2 separate regions of the Zea mays genome follow, and region 2 is linked to region 1. Evidence: chromatin contacts called from public Hi-C data. All regions are on one chromosome and are shown on one strand. Each heading gives the region's core, a stretch centred on a gene start, on an enhancer-like site or on the middle of the called end of the contact. The rest is flanking DNA. Distances are from core to core; before and after follow the strand shown.

What was found. Hi-C and Micro-C count contacts between places; a contact is called where the count stands out from the background.
Region 2: a contact with region 1 is called in a Hi-C map of leaf, with 2.1 times the contacts expected there. The contact joins the enhancer-like site here to the promoter of pco103560(319) in region 1. A contact is called at or near these places in 7 of 25 Hi-C or Micro-C datasets (bundle sheath, ear, leaf and 1 more).

Annotation. Positions count from the first base shown.
Region 1 is chr1:264,985,075-264,989,177 of Zm-B73-REFERENCE-NAM-5.0, forward strand. pco103560(319) (Protein P21) reads left to right here and starts at 2,446. Exons shown (of 1, transcript NM_001154054.2): 1 at 2,446-3,397. The coding sequence starts at 2,494. The coding sequence ends at 3,186. LOC100284041 reads left to right here. Exons shown (of 5, transcript NM_001156939.1): 5 at 740-1,043.
Region 2 is chr1:265,126,750-265,131,289 of Zm-B73-REFERENCE-NAM-5.0, forward strand. No RefSeq gene overlaps it. Among protein-coding and RNA genes, the nearest start is that of LOC542416, 49 kb to the left of the region's middle. Within about 2 kb of position 1,367, at least 18 of the 20 cell types and tissues checked have an H3K27ac peak or open chromatin away from gene starts, as enhancers often do. A contact at or near this core is called in bundle sheath, ear, leaf and 1 more, where this site is marked.

The DNA of each region.
Region 1 (4,103 bases), core at 1,196-3,695:
CGCGAAAAATCTAGAGCATTTCGTTTAGGCTCCGTTTGTTTCGTTGGAATTGAATTCCATTTTAATAATTATAATTTAGACAAAACTAATGAATTCCATTTTAATAATTATAATTTAGACAAAACTAATTAAGTTTATATATTTATATATGTAATATATTTATATATGTAATATATTTATATATGTAATATATTTATATATTATTCTAAATCATATGAGACAGATAGTTATATACTACATTTATGTTATAGCGGTCCAAGTAGAAGAGTGTACTATAAGTTGTATATCAGAAAAATAGCATGTAAATCTATAGAATCAATTTTTATCTCTCACCCCATGAATTTGAGATAGGCTTATATGATAACTTTGAAAAGTGGTGGAATGTCACATTCTAAAAAAATAACATATTCTATTAGTAAGATTCTAATTCCTCAAAATGAAATAAAACAAACGGGGCCTTAAAAAAATCAAGAGCGTAAATTATGAAATACATGGTGGCCGTCGCACATTTTTTGTCAGAAAAGGTAATATTTTCCCCTTTGTTTTTGAAAGTAAAACCTTTTTTCTTATCACTCTGAAGCTCCAAAGGCAAAAGATCATGAATTTGACATGCCAGTTGCCAGCGACGCACTCGCCACAATCATCGGAAGGACCATGTATTTGGCGCGTCCATGATCCGTACGTGGCACCCATTTCAGCCATATCAATTTGACGTCTACTGCACGCTGTTGTTTGGCAGAAATCTCCGAGCACATGCAGCTGCAAATATTCAAGCAATTCTGGATAAATTTTAGACTCATCAGACCCACATGTAGAAGTCTTGCGCACTCGTGCTGATTCGTCAACATGGGTGGAAAATTCAAGGTACCCGCGGCAAACAGTTCATTTAATTCCAACATTATCCCATATTTTCTTTTTGCAGTTTGACGTCACTTCTGGAAGAAGCGACACATTATCATTTCAACCAGTATAGGGTAATTGTGTAATGACTTGCAATGTAGTCTCATTTTCAACTTTGAATTACAAACAGGGTAACACGCGCCATTCATGTAGCACATAAATATCTTTCTCGTATAGACAACAATATAGATATTTTACACATAAAACCATATTAGCTTAATTGATATGTGTCTAAATCATGGTTATTAAAATGGAATTCGATCCAAAGGATCCAAACAGGCCTAAACTGATTCTAAACACATATATCTAGATCATAAACAAGTATAGAACATTTTTAGAAAAAAAAACAGTGTTAGTTCATATTTTCTTGATTTCAAATAGATAAATCTTAAAATTTTATACAATAATTCATATTTTTATTATTTATAAAAATATAAAAACCATCTTTATAACCAGCATGGTGATTAAATTTGTCTGGTTTTAACAATTGAAAGATGTTTGTTACCCGGTTTCATAGTTTAAGGTTAAAAATTAGACTACGCACAAGCAAAGTTTGATGGGGGAAACTTTACTTCCCATAATACTATATGTATGTGTTGCATACCCTAGGTCGTTATAGTTTTGTTCTGGATTAGACTTCTCTGACTCCAACTTATATTATATATATGCGCCAACATATAGAACACCAAATTAGGGCTTGTTCGGTTATTCCCAATATATATGGATTGGATGAGATTGGAAAAAGTTGAGAAGAAGTTTGACTTATTTGGGATTCAAACCCATCCAATCTCACTCAATCCACATGGATTGAGAGCTAACCTAGCTTCTTTAGAAATATCATACTCCCTCTATCTTAATTTAGTATTCGTTGTAGCACTTATTTTGTTTATATCTATATTCAAATTGATGATGAGAAATCTAGATACATATACGAAACACATACATTAATTATCGTATGAATCATTAAAAGGCAAAAACAAATTTTAATTTGGGACTGAGGGAGTAACATATATCTTGGCAGTGTATTTATTAGGTATTATATGGACGTTAGTGTAAATATCTATGAGCTTAGTAAACTGTAGAGAAGCTTGCCTCGGAACATTTTGGAACGAATGAGTATCCCAGAATTCCATGCTCGTCTATTAACGAACAACAGAATGCAAATATATCTTAACATTAGCAGCTGTGTGGAAATGAACGTTGCATTACGGAGCGAGCAACATTTAGTATTTAGTCGCAATATACATTCTCGACACACATTTTGGTCGAAAGGTCAAGCAGTAATGGACGCTTTATCGATCAACAAAATCCACATCAAGTTTGGCAGCGTAAATCGGATCCAGTGCATTATTTGCGTATAGCACTCCTATTTAGGATTTAGCAGACGAGCGTATACATGCCATGCCAGCAAGACAAAGCTACGACTCGCTATCCGTTTTTCCTTGCCAAACTCGTGGAAGCTCGGCGAGAAAACTGTAGCACGCAAATGTTGAATTCTTCACACTACCACAGCTATATATAGACATCATCACTACTCAGCAGCAAGACAGTTGGAGGGGGTAATTCGGAGCAGCTAGCAGACAGACAGACGAAATGGCTTCCGTCCTCCACCACCTCTTCCCGCTCGTCGTCGTCCTCCTCCTCGCGGCCGCTGCCGACGCGGCCACCTTCACCGTGACCAACAACTGCCCGTACACCGTGTGGGCGGCCGCCGTGCCGGGCGGCGGGCAGCAGCTGGACAACGGGCAGACGTGGAGCATCGACGTGCCGGCGGGCACGACGGGCGGGCGCGTGTGGGCGCGCACGGGCTGCTCCTTCGACGGCAGCGGCAACGGGCAGTGCCAGACGGGCGACTGCGGCGGCGTGCTGCAGTGCGCGCAGTACGGGCAGGCGCCCAACACGCTGGCCGAGTTCGGGCTCAACAAGTTCGACGGCCTCGACTTCTTCGACATCTCCCTGGTGGACGGCTTCAACGTGCCCATGGACTTCCTGCCCGCCGGCGACGGCTCCGGGTGCCCCAAGGGCGGGCCGCGCTGCGACGCCGACGTCACGTCGCAGTGCCCCGCCGCGCTGCAGGCCCCCGGCGGATGCGACAACCCCTGCACCGTGTTCAAGACGGACCAGTACTGCTGCACCGGCTCGGCGACGGACAACTGCGGGCCCACCGACTACTCCAAGTTCTTCAAGGGGCTCTGCCCGGACGCCTACAGCTATCCCAAGGACGACGCCACCAGCACCTACACTTGCCCCGGCGGCACCAACTACAACGTCGTCTTCTGCCCATGAGCTCCATCGAGCTGCTCAAACATACGTACCTATATAGTTGATCCAGGAGACACGTACGTGAGAAACAAATAAACTAAACTAGCACACAAATGATGAAATGAATAAGTTATTATGAATAACTTGTGCAAGAACACATTACATTATTGTTCTTCTAGCTTCAAGGTTGGGAATTGAATTATGTGAAATAATGGTATCAGATACGTTGTGTACCATAGCATCCATGCCTCCATGGCTATAGCGTTAGACTATCTCCAGCAGCTTACCATATATTCAAACTTCATTCTGTGAATAGTGCAATCTACCGGATAGATCAGTGCAAAACAGTGTTTTTAAGTAAACTATGGATAAACTGCTACAGACGGTCTTAGACCTTAGTCTAACGCTATAGAGCCATTGGTCTTAGTCTAGCACTATAGTTTCCTCGGTTGAAGAAAACATGCGTGTCATCAGGGACGGATCTAGCGGTGGGGCGGGCGGGGCTCGAGCCCCTCCTACCGTTTCGGATCCCATGGAGCCCCACTATAGCCTCCCCTAATCTAAAATATATATAATATAATGTAGAATGAGCTTTTATACTGCAGCAATTTAGTTCAGTCCCTCCTAAACTTTTTTCTGGCTCCGTCCCTGCGTGTCATACAAGATGTTTACTCTTGGCGCCCTATTTTACTTGGTTTGCAAGTACTGTTTGAAGAAGTTTACAAAGTCTGGCCGTGACTTCTACAATATTTTGTCTCTATAGATTGCAGCTGCAGCAATACGAAGACCTGCAGCCGCAGCTGCCACCCGGGCAGATACCAGTGATGCAGCGTGGACAGGGACATCCAGATTATATTTATCAAGAGAGTCTGTGCATAAGCAATAGCAAATAGCAATCCCATAGGATATATCCGGCATTTACCCCATCGGCTTGACCAAAC
Region 2 (4,540 bases), core at 117-2,616, 140 kb after region 1:
TCTGTACCTATATCCGTACCCGTCGGATATCCGCTATACCCAACGGATATGTGTTACTCGCCCGCCCACTATAATTCAACATTTAGCACTAAACAATAATTTTATCACAATCTAATAATTTCACCATTCCAACAACATCAAACAACAATATTAAAACTAAACAACATGTTATGCATGGAAATTGAAAAATGTGAATTTAGGATAGTATAATGAATTTGGATGGCCCACATATCAGATACCCATCGGATAATGTAGAAATAGAGTGTTGCCCTTGCACATACATGTATCTTTGCTATGCGAAATTATATTAATTTGGCCTGATGACCTGCGTGGGCTAACGTACTTACGACGGCAGCTGGTGTACATGTGCCAATTGGTAAGCTGGATGTCGCTTGCCCGTGTGGTCGCATTCGGTCGCTACCTAGCTAGCACTTGTCACGCTTGGCTGACATATTGTTTATCCATCCCTCTCTTTATTTTTTTCATTCGGGCAGCATTTGGAATGCTGTCAGGGAGAGATATGTCGTCGTCAATCGATATACTAGTAGTGATCAAATGGGAGTACCACCTACCAATAATTCTCTTGATACGGTCGAACGTCTCTCTTACCCGTACACCGCACACTTCCTTTTTCCTCAGTTCTTCCGGCCCTGAGAGACGAATCTATTCATTTTAGAGAGTGCATCTACACCCTCTACAAAATACAAAACTAGTCATAACAAATATTTTTATAAATACTATAATTATTTATTTTATACTATATTAAAACATCAGTTTCAACCATCGTCCCGTATCAATTTTTTTTTTCAAAAAAACCTATATTTCTTTAGAATTAACTCGCACCCCTACAATCTTTTCTCTAATACTATAATAGGAGAGTTTATATAAAAAATAAGTTAAAATTATGTATAAGTGAGTGTTTGAATCTTGTTTGTTGGCTCCATATTCACAACCACCGAATCAATAGAAAAAATATATTTTGTGATCTATTAAAACAAAATTTATCCTATATCATATATATATATATATACTGTAGCAATGCACGGCCATATGACTAGTTTTTTTAAAAAATTTGACTAAGTTTATAGAAAATATTAGAAATATTTGTATATATAAATAAATAAATTATAAAAAATAGATTTGGTGATCTATTTGTCTATATAACCATGGACAAATATTCTAATACAAAAAAATGCTTTGTCTAACGAGGGCACCGGTGGATGTGGACCCATACGGATGAAAATCACGGGCCCGTTAGACCCAGAAACAAATGACCTTCCGTGGAGTCTGCTAGACGGCAAAGGGCGCACGCCTTGGGCCAGCCTACTTCCCTTTTTGGACCGCCGGGCCAGTCACCTGCAAAATCTCCATCCAGAATTGATGGTGGGCCTTGAAGATGACGCTGCCGTTGCGGGACGTAATGGACGGTCCCAGAACCAGAGGTGATGGATATGGAAGTAGAAAGAACACAGCGAGGCCCGTTTTCCCGATTAGTTTTGGACACCAGAGACCGAGGAACGGGGCTGTTAACGGCGAATGCAATGCCTCTGTTCATCCATAGCATAGCATATGCATACCCTGTGCAATCGGCAGTCGATCAGACAGAGGCAAGCTGGTCCAGGTTGCCCCGCGCGAGCTGTCTGGACGGCTCACTGAAAGCATGTCGGCCGTAGCGCAGGTCGGGCCGGCCGGGACGTGCACTGCTCGCTCACTGACACTGCCATTCTGGTGGTACGCTGTTTCTCAGGACATCGATCCGACCATTGCTTGATCCGTCCGTCGTGAACTGAAATGGTAAACAGTGCCTGTATCACGGCCGGATGGCGGCATCATCAATGTGCGTGCGCATACTATAGCTAGATGCTAATAAACTTGCAGTTCTCCTAAGTCCTAAGTGTGGTGCATACCATCAGGCCGGCATATGCAGCGCTTCTGTACTTAGTACGCACGTATAGACAGTATACATAGACAAACAGTACTGACCGGCCGGTGTTCCGTAGCATAACCAGTATCATACCGTGCTAGTTACTATCATTCAATCGACTGTGCCTAACCAGTAGTAGCGTAGTACCGATACGGTGGCGCATGGCATGCATATACTATGCACCATGCAGCAGGGGGTCATATTAAGGGCCCCTTTGGCAGGACTCTGGCTTCTCCAAAAACGGCTTTGGTTCTGGCTCACGAGGTGAGGCCACTTCTTTAGATGAGCCAAAGCGATTCTGAAAAATCATTTGGCAAAACGGCTTATAGGTTGTTTTTCAGAAAGACCCTTATATAGTTTACTTTTTATAGACCGATACTGGTCGATCTCTCCTGTACGTGGCTAGGGATTGAGGGCAGGACCAAAAAAATAATTTGGACTGGTGGGAGGGCTATTGTGCAAAAATGACGTGAGCTGAAGCCGGGTGAGCCACTTTTTTGGCTCATGCCCTCTAGTTCATTTTGGAAAAGCACTTCACTGGTGAAGCCATTTGAAAAAGAGGTGTTTGGCAAAACTTTTGCATGAGCCAGAGTTGAAGCGGAAAAATAAGCCCTAATTGATGATTGCGGATTTATTAATAAATTTGCGCCTGTACGAAGCAGACGGCGGCGTATCAACCACAGCAGGTGTTAATTGCTGCACACACAGCACTGTCCTGACGTGAACGTATCGAGCAATGATTCTCGCTGACTAGTCTTTCTCACTCATCTTTCACGCGATCGATCGTAGTATTTAGTACTGATGAATGAATGAATGAATACTGCATCCGAGCTAACTACGGCAGTACACTGTCATCTCATCATCTCAGTCGTCGTTTAATCAGCTCCATCTCTATAGCAAGGTTTTCTTCTCGACGTGCATGGTTCTGAATCCAAACAGCTAGCCACACAACCACCTTTATTTCCAAAAAGAATGGAGCGCACGCACTTTAATTTCCAGCTGTGCATCCGTGAACGCCTCCTCTCTCGCCACAGTTTCGTAAACGTTCGTAGTACGTACGTGTGCATATATGGCTGTCCTGTCATTTTCGAATTCAATTTGTTAGCTGCCCGTGCTACATATAGTCCCCTGTACTCACCCGCAATTAAGCGTCCTTAAAAAGAATTAATGACAAACCAGTTCGCGCAATCATTCCGATTCATGCTTTCAAGACGTGGGACCGCCATTGCTATTCCTACAAAAATTAAGTTGCCGGCCGGGTTACCACATATATGAACCAGTTCCCTTTCCTTGGAACACAGTGATTTGGCATGATTCCTAGCCTCCTAGCCGGATTACTTGTATAATTTATATAAATTTTGATAAGCTAGGACGATTTCTGGATGCATTACCGGACTGGTATTCTTTGCCGAGTGTCTCAAACACTCGGTAAATATTTTATCGGCAAATGGTTCTTTACTTTTCACTCGGCAAATTAAGAATCACAAAAAAAGTAAAAAAACGAAAATATTTTTTAATTAGGGGAACAAACCTCCAACCATCATCATTGCTCTACCCATCGTTCTATCATTTTTTGAACTAAATTCACGTGTTTTGTGACAAGTGGATGATAACTCGCAAATCTCTCTCGCGCGCAACCTCCTCTACCACTACACCAATATATCACTTGTGTTTATATTATGTTTTCCTTCCCTATGTATTATAACAAACCCAGAGTAAATTGATTATTTGAGGCACTAAATGAATTAAAATGAAAAATATTATCAACTATAAAGTTGCAAAACTTTTCAAGATCTACAACTTTCATATTGATAGTTTCTTCATCTGAGGTCGTTTACAAAATTTGAATTCTAAATTTGAAAACTTCTAACATATTTTCTATGACGAGATGATTTGAAATCGGAAAATTGTCAATTATAAAGTTTCATAACATTTCAATACCTACAACTTTTATTTTGTTGTTTTTTTCCATCCGACGTCGTTTGAAAATTTTGAATTTTAAAATTCAAACAAAGTTTTGTATTACAAGATGATTTCAAACCAAAATGTTGTCAACCACAAAGTTTCATAACTTTTTAGGACCTACCATTTTCATTTTGGTGGTTTTTCGTTTAAGATCGTTTTGAAAATCTGAATTTTAATTTTTTTAAATTCAGAAGTAGTTTTCGTTAGCTAGATGACTTTAAATCAAAATGTTGACAGCTACAAAATTATATAACTTCTCAAGAAATGACCAAAATATAAATTGTACATCTTGATGAGCTATATAATTTTGTAGTTGAAAACTTTTTATCTGAATTAATTTACTGCTTCAAACTACGATTTTTAAGTTGTCTTTGTCTAGTGTTAAAAAAACACTCGGTAAAGAAGCTCTTTGCCGAGTGTAAAAAACACTCAGCAAAAAAACTCTTTATCAAGTGTCAAAAATAAAACACTCGGCAAAAAAAAATTTGACGAGTGTTTTTTGTTTAGCACTCGACAAAGAATTTTTTGGCCCGAATGCCGGAAAAACACTCATTTAATGCATGTCATGTATGATAGAAATCTGATGTGGCCCACAATTAAAGAGGAAAGAGAATAAAGCACTATCTCGAGGAAGATACACAATTTAGGCAT